2 separate regions of the Sus scrofa genome follow, and region 1 is linked to region 2. The links are chromatin contacts, called in public HiChIP or PLAC-seq maps. All regions are on one chromosome and are shown on one strand. Each heading gives the region's core, a stretch centred on a gene start, on an enhancer-like site or on the middle of the called end of the contact. The rest is flanking DNA. Distances are from core to core; before and after follow the strand shown.

What was found. HiChIP or PLAC-seq counts read pairs in DNA pulled down with a chosen protein or histone mark.
Region 1: a contact with region 2 is called in an H3K27ac HiChIP or PLAC-seq map of alveolar macrophages. The contact joins two enhancer-like sites. A contact is called at or near these places in 1 of 47 Hi-C or Micro-C datasets (embryonic fibroblasts) and 1 of 2 datasets of contacts at active chromatin or transcription factors (alveolar macrophages).

What each region holds. Positions count from the first base shown.
Region 1 is chr9:86,116,305-86,122,177 of Sscrofa11.1, reverse strand. All of the region lies in intron 1 of LOC102158500 (anterior gradient protein 3), which reads left to right. Among named protein-coding and RNA genes, the nearest start is that of AGR2, 65 kb to the right of the region's middle. Within about 2 kb of position 3,902, at least 4 of the 83 cell types and tissues checked have an H3K27ac peak or open chromatin away from gene starts, as enhancers often do. A contact at or near this core is called in alveolar macrophages, where this site is marked.
Region 2 is chr9:85,856,039-85,862,320 of Sscrofa11.1, reverse strand. ANKMY2 (ankyrin repeat and MYND domain containing 2) reads left to right here. Exons shown (of 10, transcript NM_001243401.1): 6 at 1,286-1,500; 7 at 2,276-2,411. Among named protein-coding and RNA genes, the nearest start is that of ANKMY2, 28 kb to the left of the region's middle. Within about 2 kb of position 2,225, at least 2 of the 83 cell types and tissues checked have an H3K27ac peak or open chromatin away from gene starts, as enhancers often do. A contact at or near this core is called in alveolar macrophages, where this site is marked.

The DNA.
Region 1 (5,873 bases), core at 2,653-5,152, 260 kb before region 2:
ATGAGGAGCTTTAGCAGGACTGAGCATGCTAGAACATTGTTACCCATGAGGCAGGCAAAATTATCTCCCTGTACTTAGAAGAATTATAAGATGCAATTAACTTGACTTCTAGAAATAGGTCTAATGAACATTAATTTTCATTATGGATCTGTACGTACATTATTCAGCCCCTAAAAACACTAACCAAAATTGCATTTGGCTGTGTGAAGGGGAAGACCTGCCGGAAGAGCTGTAGCCTCTTTCAGGGAACATGCTTCTACTAATATCTTTTGAAGTTATACACAAAGACATATAATTTCTCTAGAAACATAATTTATTCTTTTTCTTGGTGCTTTCACATCTGCAGCTTACGAGTATAATTTAGTTTTTACAGATTAAATCATAAGCTTTGAAACTCAAATGTATCTCATTATGAACATTTTATTTGCCATCTTAAAATTCTCCATCCTCTAATCTCATGACAATAAGGCCATATCCTACACTTCCTCTAGCTCTTTAAATGGAGCCTGCTGACACACGATCATCCAAGAGTCCTGTCCCCATTTACCCCCAGATTCCCACTTACTTCGCTCCCTCCCCTGGATCTGTGATCAGTGGCTACACTTTCTTCTTCCTTTTGCTCTTCATCCATTTGCAAACTATTTTTACATTGATCTGAAGACTTGCCATGGCTGCATCCCAACTCTGCACACTCCATGTTAACTTTACTTACAATTTCCAAAATAGGCTCTCCCCAAACTGGGTCTGGGGAATCTGGATGGTAGTCTAGGTCCCTGTTCTCCCTCCATCAGAGGAAAAATGTGTTGCCTACTGGTAAGCATAGGAACATTTTAATGAATAAAAAAGAAAAGTTACCCCCACACACAGGCTGCAGGTAAGAGCCTAACTGAACTAATCCAAAAGCTACCTTTGCAATTCTGTTTAATCTTCATAGAGCCCACAGGGAATGTACCAAGGAGTAAATCACATTTATATACACACTATAAAAATGCTAAACATTTACCAAGTGTTTAGTTGTAATACCCTGAAGATTCAGAGACTTGAAATGCTTGATAGAAATAAAAGGGATATTATTTTGCATTGGGGGATATAGTCATTATTGACAGAGCAAGTATCTGTAGATTGCAGACAATGAATATGAGAAGCTTATAAAAAATTATGAATACATATATATATGTAGGTATGACTAGATCACTTTCTGTACAGTAGAAATTGACAGAACACTGTAAATCAACTATAACGGAAAAAATAAAAATCATTAAAAACTACGCTTTTAAATGTTTGGCATAAAATTGTATTGCTCAATAACAAACTCTGGAGATATCTATTCCTTTAAACAAAAGATGCTTTTTTCCCCCCAGAAATTAATAGTTTTAAAATAACTATTTGTCTCTACAGGATTTAGAAAAATAAAGGTAGATAAATATTCCCTACAGTGTATTCTTTCTCTTTCATTTACTGAATGGTTTCAAAAATCTCCTTTCATATATGGTACAATATTCAATAGCATTAAATGAAAAAGGGAGGGTCGGAAATATTGATTGAATGGCACCATTTGTTTTTAAAATAAAAAATAGGAAGTTCCTGTAGGGGCTCAGTGGAAACAAATCCGACTAGTATTCATGAGGACAAGGGTTCAATCCCTGGCCTTACCAAGTGGGTTAAGGATCTGGCATTGTGTGAGCTGTGGTGTAGGTCGCAGACATAGCTCAGATCCCACGTTGCTGTGGCTGTAGCTCCGATTCAATCCCTAGCCTGGGAACTTCCATATGCTGGAGGTGTGGCCCTAAAAGGCAAGTAAAATAAAATAAAATAAAATAAAATAAAATAAAATAAAATAAAATAAAACAAAACACAGATATATACAGAGATGATGATGATACATAGATAAATAGACAGATAATAAATGGATAGGAACATGTTGAATATAGAAAAAATGTTTCCAGACAAAAACTGAAGTTAACATTAATTATTTCCCTGAGGAAAGAGACTAATACACTGGAAGATGGAAGGAAACCTACTTTCTACTACTGACATTTTTATACAGTTTTTTTTAATATATAGTCTCAGTGAGAGACAAATTGAAACACAGATGGATGCACAAATATCTGCACACACAAAGTGAATAGGTAATCATAATCCTCAATTCAGTTTATGGTTAATATGACCTATTAATCTTATAAAAATATGAGTCACTGCCCTTGAAAGAATTAACCCCAAGTATGGACTATCTTGACTTATTAAAATTATCTTTAATTATATGAATTTGTATTCTGTTCCCAAATGGAATGAAATAGAAAAAAATATATATAATTTTGTAGCTTGGAAATTTATGTAATTACAACCAATTATAAAGAGGAACAATTTTCTTTTGCATGTTTCACTTTATATAATTTTCTGGAGAATGACTTTAAACAGAAACTCAGAGAGGAGTTCCCGTTGTGGCTCAGTGGCTAACGAATCCGACTAGCAACCATGTTGCTCAGTGGGTTAAGTATCCGGCATTGCTGTGAGCTGTGGTGTAGGTCAAAGATGTGGCTTGGATCCCGCATTGCTGTGGCTCTGGCGTAGGCTGGTGGCTACAGCTCCAATTAGACCCCTAGCCTGGGAACCTCCATATGCCACGGGAGTGGCCCAAGAAAATGGCAAAAAGACAAAAAAAAAAAAGAAGGAAAAGAAACTCAAAGAAGGTATTTGAAATAATTTTTCATTAAGATTAAAATTCATTATAAGATTAAAAATATTATCCTCCATGAAATAAATTTTCTCAAATTTAGCAGATAAGCAACTACAGGAGAATTTTCTTAATTTACAGTATCATCTACAGAAAATTATCAGTTGAAGGTGATGACAATTCCAAATATATTAACCATAAGAACAACTTTGAAGATAACTGCAGGTTAATTTTATGGAAAAAAATAAATAGAAGATCACATTAAGATCAAATAAATAAATAAAGACCAATGGTATCAGAAATATCTTCAGAAAAACACCAGCCACCTGGTATAGGAGGCAAGTTTAGCAAAGAAACTGATTAACATTAATACACACAAAGAATAATTTTTTAAAATTTGCTATGATGTGGACTTCGTATTGTGGCTCAGCAGTTAATGAATATGACTAGCACCCATGAGGATGCAGGTTCAATACCCGGCCTCACTCAGTGGGCTAAGGATCTGGCGTTGCGTGAGCTGTGGTGTAGGTCGTAGAAAAGCGCTCAGAACCTGCACTGCTGTAGCTGTGGTGTAGGCCAGCAGCTACAGCTCTGATTTGACCCCTAGCCTGGGAACCTCCATATGCCATGGGTGTGGCCCTAAAAATCAATAATAATAATTTGCTATGATGTATATGAATATATTTTGAAGATTTTTACTTTTGAGAATAATTTTAATAGAGTATTTGTAATCTATTGTGCAATAAAACCAATTCTGGTTCACAAATATGTATTTCAAAAATTATTTAAAACTATATAATTCCAATGGCTTTCAGGACCTCCTTTTACTCTCAGACTTGTCCTGGTTTAAAGGACATAGTACATGGTCACGCTAATGGGAAAGAACCAACAACACTGATCAGCTCAGATGTAATTTCACTTCCCCTTTAGTACTTCACTTTCTGTTTCTCATCCTCACCCACTATTGAAATAGATGATACGCAAGAAGTTGAGCAAAGATGTCCTAATATTCTGAGATTTTTCTATAATCCACTACAAGTCAAGAACAAGGCGAAAGCTTTTCCACTCTAAGAGGAAAACTTAAGGATCAATGCCCAACTGTTTCTTTGCTTTGTAAGTGCTGAATTTAAAATTAAAATTTTAAGTTCCTTGGGAGTTTCTGTCGTGGAGCAGTGGAAACAAATCTGACTAGGAACCATGAGGTTGAGAGTTTGACCTCTTACCTTGCTCAGTGGGTTAAGGATCCAGCGTTGCCATGAGCTGTGATGTAGGTCATCACAGCTTGGATCTGGCGTTGCTGTGGCTGTAGTGTAGGCTGGCAGCTATAGCTCCGATTCTACCCCTAGCCTGGGAACCTCCATATGCTGTGGGTATGGCCCTAAAAAGAAAATAAATAAATAAATAAATAAGTAAATAAAATGAAAAATAAAATAAAATAAATTGTAAGTTCCTTAAACTGCAGAGGGAAGGATTCTATTTCAATGTTATATTCCAACAGGTTCCCTCTGAGAACCCTACAGATGGGAGAAAGCACAATTGGACAAACACACAAATCAGTACTATAGAAAAAGGAGAATACAACCTGGCTACATGGGGGCTCCCTCAGAATCACAAGGAAGATTCAATGGGAAAACCATAAATTTACGATATCAAAGGAAAAAAATTACCATATAAATTTACTATATAAATTACTATATAAATTTACTATATATATATATATATATCCATTTTTAAAGAACAATCGAGTTTTCGGAGAACAGTGAACAATGGCAACCTTCTTCACATAACAAATTAACGAGCACTATGTTTAAACTACGAAAACTACTCTGTCTTTTAGGTCAGAAGCAAGATAGTCACCACCTCAGCTCTTTAGTAGTGCTTTTTAAATATACCGAGTATTTAGACAAAAAAAGAGAAAGAGAGAGAAGGGAGGAAGGAAGGAAAAAAATGTGTTGAACAATCCCCTAGATTTGAGATCAGCCAACTTCTTCTGTAAAAGGCCAAAGAGTAAATTTTTTTTTTTCTTGTCTTTTTAGGGCCACACCCATGGCATATGGAGGTTCCCAGGCTAGCGGTCTAATAGGAGTTGTTGCTACCAACCTACACCGCAGCAACACCAGATCTGAGCCTCATCTGCTGCCTACACCACAGCTCACAGCAATACTGGATCCTTAACCCACTGAGCAAGGCCAGGAATCGAACCCTTGATCTCATGGTTCCTAGTCAGATTTGTTTCCACTGCGCCATGATGGGAACTCCCAAAGAGTAAATATTTTGAATATGGTCCCTGTCTCAGTACTCCACTTGGCTATTAGAATCCAAAAGTAACCATAGATGGTATATAAGGAAAAGGACATGGTTGGGCTCCACCCAGTAATTTCTATCTATGTACACTGACATTTGAATTTCATACAATTTTCATATGCCACAAAATATAACTCTTTTGATTTTTTTTTCCCAACCAATTCAGAATGTAAAAATCATTTTTATCGCTTGGGTTATACAAAAACAGGTGGGCCAGACTTGGTGACCCTGCCATAGGTTACTTTAACAATAATTAAGTCCGAAAATAGAACTTGGAGTGGTGTGTGTTTGGGTGTGTGTGTGAATGAAGGTGAGTGTGTGAGAATGTGAGTGTGAGTGTGTTTGTGTGTGCGTTCGAGGTGGGGTGAGCAGAGAAAGGCAATACTGGTGAAGAGGAAGAGAATTTTCCTTTTTTTTTTTTTGACACTACTCCACACTTTAAAAATATTCTATCATAATCATGGATTAATTATAAAATTTAAAAAACTAATTATTAAATAAATATAATCATATCTAATTGCCTTTTTTCCTGTTCTTTTTTTTTTTTTTTTTTTTTTTGCATGGTAAGGTCAAGGGTTTAATAGAGAGACTATAAAGAGTCATCAAATTATAAAAGTGTTAAATTTTAAAACAACATTTTTATTTCTCTCCTATCTCTTTCTCTCAGAAAAATAAAAGGCTCTTTAGTTGTTAATTATATTCCTGTAAACAGAGTAAACCTTAGGAATTTAGATTTGCTTTCTATCTAATCTGCAAGCTTCACTGACCTTTCATCAGGAACAATGGTGTACACACAGTTCCTACATTCATACCAGTTCCCTTCTCCCCCTCACCTTTTTGGGTGTTGAACTCCAGCCAAACATTAAATTACCTTGGGAAGAAAAAGGTAGGAGAG
Region 2 (6,282 bases), core at 976-3,475:
GACCCATACCACAGCTCCCTGGCAACACCAGATCCTTAACCCACTGAATGAGGCCAGGGATTAAACCCATATCCTCATGGATACTAGTTGGGTTCATTGCCACTAAGTCACAACTAATTTCTGATACATATTATGTTAGGGGAAGTTGTCAGCAAAAGTACCAATAAGAATTTTGATACTTCTTCATGAAGTCTAATAATTTATTATTGGGTGCTATATTTTAAGTAAAATACTAGGTAATATATCAACTTAGTAGTGTCAAAAATAAGTAAAAATCTTATTTTAATTTAACAAGAGCATTAAATTTATGGTAAAATTTTAAGTAGGAGGCTAGGCATAGGTTTTACTTATGTTAACAAATTATCTTTCTTCATGTCTAAAGAAAAGGATCTAATTCCTGAAATCTGCTACCCATTGTTTTCTGATGTTTATATTGCCTGAGATAAGTGTCTAGCTGTAATATGTATGTTAGCAAATACTGAATGATGTTCTGCTCTGAGAATACAATTGTGCCCACATTACACATGTGTTTACATTACTGTTAGGTCACTATGGATTTTTATAGCTGTCCTATGCAAGCCTACCACAGCCAGTTTAAAAAAAAAATACTCCCTATTACACTAAATTTGAGCTTAATCTGTGCACATATGGGTAGTGTGGAACTCATAATGCATTAGACTGGATAACTCTAATAAGCCCATTTTAAAACTTTGCTTTCCTCTTTGACCTGTTCCCACTGATGATTAGAAATATATTAGAAAAATTTCCACAGTAAAATGTAATTAATCAGTAAGTAATACACCCTTTAATCTTAGACTTCTGTCTTTAAAAATCTCATTTCTTTATAATTAACAAGAATGAATAAGAACTATAGTATTCCTAGCCATGATATCCTAGCACTCAGTAATGTTAACTAAGAGTAGTAACTGCTCTGATTTGATTCTATGGATAAAGGATGTGCAAATATGCCATGCTTATCTTTAGAGAAAGTGCTTTTAACAGAGACAGTGAAGCCATGATTCCAGGTGGCCAACTAATACCTTGGCTTAGCTGGATAGCAGATCACATGATAACTTTGATATATAGAGTTCAAGAGAGTCCATGATGTCAGGGTCCTTCTTTATTAGTCTTAAAACTTGATCAATGGCAATTTGCATTTTAATTTGAATTAACATGGTAAATATGTGACCATAAGAAAGACTTTATTGGGTAATCAAAACTGACTACCTAATTTGTACATGGAAAATCTCTTATGGAATTTTAAGCTCACTGGGATTTCTTCTAGATTGTTATGCTTGTAAATGAGAATCCTCTGCTGGCAGAAGAAGCAGCTCTGAATAAATGCTACAAGGTGATGGATTTGATTTGTGAGAAATGTATGAAGCAGAGAGACATGAATGAAGTACTGGCTATGAAAATGCATTACATTAGCTGCATCTTTCAGAAATGTATTAACTTCTTAAAAGACGGAGAGAATAAACTGGACACCCTGATCAAAAGGTACTGGTTTTTTTTACCATGTCATGTGTAAAACACACTCAAATGGATAATGTTTTATTATGTGAAGCTCATTATGATTTTAAAAAATAAGCATTTTATTAGCAGTTATTATTGTTGATCACATTTCATCTGCAAGAAACAAGGGGCATTATTATAATTAGATTGATTATTCTTTTCTGTACTCTTTATAGCAGTGCTTTTGTTAGCTCCATTTACAGGTGAGGAGCCTAAGGTTTGAAGAGGTTAAATAACATGTTTAAGATCACTCAGCTAGAAAATAGCCCAACTCTCAATTTAAGGGTAGGTGTGCTATGCTATGGTTGCTGCTCTGGATTCATAACAGCACTCAATGTATCTCCCTTTCTGTGCCTGGGAAAGCTGTGTATCACCCTTGTTCTCTGGCCACTGGGGGTCAAATTCTCCTATAGTTTTACTGAGAAAAGAGAACTAAGTCAGAAGGGTGTGACTCAATGAGAATTATCAGTCTATGTACAAATAACTGACATGGTAATAAGTAACTAGCTAATCTGATAAGTGTTTTTCGTATGTTTTATATCAGTATTTAGTATGTTTTATAAATACATCTCTGGGCCCCTAAACCTGATAAGATTTAGCCTAATGTGTAAGTAGAACAGTAGTTTGGATGGAGTCTTTTATCATGATGTGAAGAGATAATGAAAAGCATCAAAGAAGAAACTAACAAAAGTTCATGAGTTCAGCTGGGAGGAAGTGCTTAGTAATTCAACTCCAGTTACTTTTTAAAAATATCTTTCAGCTTGTTAAAAGGCCGAGCTTCTGATGGCTTTCCAGTATATCAAGAAAAGATCATTAGAGAAAGTATCAGAAAATTTCCTTACTGTGAAGCTACACTCCTCCAGCAGCTGGTGCGAAGCATTGCTCCTGTTGAAATTGTAAGGCTCTTTCTAACTAAGTTAACTACATCAGTAACGCCTGATTACCACATTAAAGGCCCTTCCTCATTAGCATTATGTACTTATTTAATAAAGAAAGAATTATTTTAGAAGACTTTCAGGAACAAACCTGAAAATAGGTTTGCCTGTTAATACTGTTACTGTTTATCCATTTCCCCTCTCTGTCCTTTTCTTCCATGTATATAGCTCCTGGTTGAAAAAATGGTATTTCCTTATATCATAATATAGAGGGTAATAGTGGATACTTTCTTTTTTTTTTTTTTTTTTTTTTCCTTTTTGTCTTTTTAGGGCCGCACCAACAGCATATGGAGGTTCCCAGGCTAGGGGTCTAATCAGAGCTACAGCTGCCAGCCTACACCACAGCCACAGCAACACAGGATCATAGCCATGTCTGCGACCTACACCACAGTTCACAGCAACACCAGATCTTTAACCCACTGAGCAAGGCCAGGGATCAAACCGGCAACCTCATGGTTTCTAGTCAGATTTGTGGATTTGTTTCTGCTGTGCCACGATGGGAACTCTAATACTTACATTTTTGACACCTCTATGAAACCTCTATAAAGGTGGGGACACATCCTACGTATAATACAGATACATACTTGTTCACATGTAGCTTATGGAAAACCAGTACCAAGTCCTGCACTAGATGAAAATAAAAATTGAATGTCTGTGTTCCTGGTTTCCAGTCAATGGGGATGTGAGAGAATGGGTCCTGGGAGGTCTCATGGTATGTCCTGCTGAAACAATCTCAAAATATGTCCCAATTTCTTCTTTTTAGGGCTGCACCTGCAGCATATAGAAGTTCCCAGGTTAGGGGTCGAATCACAGCTGCAGCTGCTGGCCTATACCACAGCCACAGCAATGCAGGATCCTAGCCATGTCTGCGACTTACACCACAGCTCATGGCAACACCAGATCCTTAACCCACTGAGCGGAGCCAGGGATTGACCCTATGTCCTCATGGATACTAATTGGGTTTGTTACCATTGAGCCACAACAAGAATTCCGTGTCCTAAGTTCTTATATTCTACCTAATGCCTCTGTTTTTATAAGCGTTCCACACATTTAAAAAAAAAAAAAATCTAGTTACATTTGTCAGTTCTGGGAAGTAAATTTTAACTTTATTATCTGTTCTTTAAATTACTTATTGCCCTTTTGGCAGATATTTTCTAAGTAGTAAGGAAGACACTCCCTGCCTTCCCTATTTTGAATAGGTTTCCATTCATCTTGTTTACCAGTCATGCTTTTATACATTTCAGTCACAGCCTTGATCAGCCTTTTTCTATCAAGCAGGAAACTGATCCTGACACTATTCCCATTCATGGCATCCTCCCTCCCTCTGGCAATACCAGTTCTTCTCTGCCTTCTCTGGGCTTTTATATCATTCCCAGCTTGAAAACCAGAACTAGAAATGGGTTCCAGGAATTCCTTTATCCATTGCCTTCACTTAGAACCATGAGAGAAGAAAGGCCTAAGCAGACAAGACGATTTCATGAAGTTCATGCATTGATTTATTCATGAGAGCTTGCCATGATTTCACATAGAGATTCTTTACCCTTGCTGTTTAATATGCTTGGCTGTTTGGTGTTTAAGCTTTTGGAAGATTAAAGTTAGCAAATTATGAGGGTGGTTTATCAATTATGAATGTGTTTTGGCTGTGGATCTCAAACTCCAGCCAACTATGAATTAAATAGATAAGGGTTTATTTATCCACATATTCCCATAAGCCCAAAGTAGAAAGGCCAGATCTGGCACAGTAGCTCAAAAATGGATTGAGAATTCAAACCCTTTCCCATTTTTCTACCCAATACCCTTTAGCCATATAGGTTATCATACACATGTTTATGACCTCATAGTTGCAAGGCATCTAATGCTCTTCCTTCAAGTTCACATTCCTATTCTAGGCAGGCAAGACAAGGAAATGGGTCTACAGCTGGAAAGCATATGCTCTCCCTAAAACCCAGTATTGATGCCACATGAACACTCTTGGTGGCATAGGTGGAAATGAGTATTTTGGAAAAATGGGTATATTGGGGAAATGAATAGTTTTTGCTGGTCTTAACCCTGCTGCTTTGAAAAAAATTATATTTCTGTTAGTAAGGAAGTTTGAGGAATGGCTATCAGAGAAGCAATTAACAGTGGCTGCTGTGGGATATTTCCAGCACAAACAAATGTAGCTGACATTGTACCTTCAAGAGAGAAAACAGAAAAACTAAAAATAGCAGTCTGGAGTACTTTTCAAAAAAGTCAAAGCAGGTCAGTGTAGGGCTCAACAATCCATCTTAGCCCTGTATCATAGAATAATGTAGTTAGAGTATATGGTATATAATGATTGACGTTTGTCCTAGTGATCTGAGTCATCCATAAAAGTTAAGTAATACAAATATGATAGTATTTATTTAATGCATTTCAGAAAAATTTTTCTTCAAACTCTTTATTCCTTAAGAGTTATGTATTTTGCCCTTTACTGCAAGGCTTATGGCTCTGAGTGTCCCAGGTGGCCACTGTTTATTGCCTAGTAGATTTCGATATGGTACAAGTTCCTAAGCCCCTGAAGCAGTGGTAACTTTGTCATCAGCATGGTGGTTCTCACCACTGGCTGCCACGAGGATCTCCTCTGGCACTTGCCGACAATGCTGATGGCTAGGCCCTCCTGCAGACGTTTTGATTCCCTCTGCCTACCATGGAACCCTAGCTCCTGCCTGTCACAAAGTTCAGCAAGAAGTGTGAGGCATGGCTACATTTAAGAAATGCTGTTTCAGCATTTTAACAGATGATACTGTTAAAGATAGTTTGCTTTATCAATTGACAGTGTTTTGACTTCCTCAAGCCTAGCTAACTTCTCTGATTTTATAGGATACATTGAATAAAGCATCCTGTTTTTGGAGGGGTTGAATATCTTCTCTCGGCAGAGTTCTGGTGCCTAAACAGATGCTTATTTAACAAAGTACATGACAAGACTGTATAAAGCAAGAAGGAATTCTTGTCACTCAACTGTGATAGGAAACATTCCATATGGTTATTCTGCTGTACCATCAGTTTTTTTCTGAAGCATTAGTTCACATTAACAGCCATACTTCTAGCAAAAGAATCCTTTAGTTTTACCTCTGGTTACATCTGAGAATGTCATTATTTTCTGACTCCTACAAAAGTACCATTTGGGGGGAGACTTTGAATACATTTCAGTACCTTTTATGAAAAAAATATTTGAACGTGAACATGTAATGTGTGTAAAATCTTTTGAATATATCATACTCAGTGGGCCAGTCTGTCGTCTGATCAAATACTATACTTTTGAAGCAAAATAATTACATAGATTAATAAGTAAAGTAATGTTAAGTACCAATAATTCTCCAATTTTTGGTATGTTTCAGAATTACCTGTAATAATACAGGTACATGGACATCCTCAGAGATTCTAATTAGAAGGTACAGGGTGGTAGGATTGGTCTGAATTTTTAACAAGTTATCTGGTGCATGCCATTATTTGAGCATAGATGCCATGGACACTCATTCCTGATGAAATTATTAACATAAATCTAGTATTGGACTTTATGCCACCTATTTTTTTCTCAGCACTATACTATCCTCATTCTCAAAGAGAACTCTTAGCCCTTAAACATAAAGGGAAACTCAGTCATCATTTGTTTTCAGGAGGAGCAAGGTAATTTCAAAATGAGTTCAGTGTAAAGCAGTGTTCTAAGACGGTATTTGTAAAGCTCTAGTATACCCGATAAGATAATATTAAAACAAGTATTCCTAGGAAGAAACAACAAATACAAATGAAAACTAAAATTATGAAAAAGGCCAAAATTTTAGTTGGGAGTAAATAAACAAATTTGAAAAAC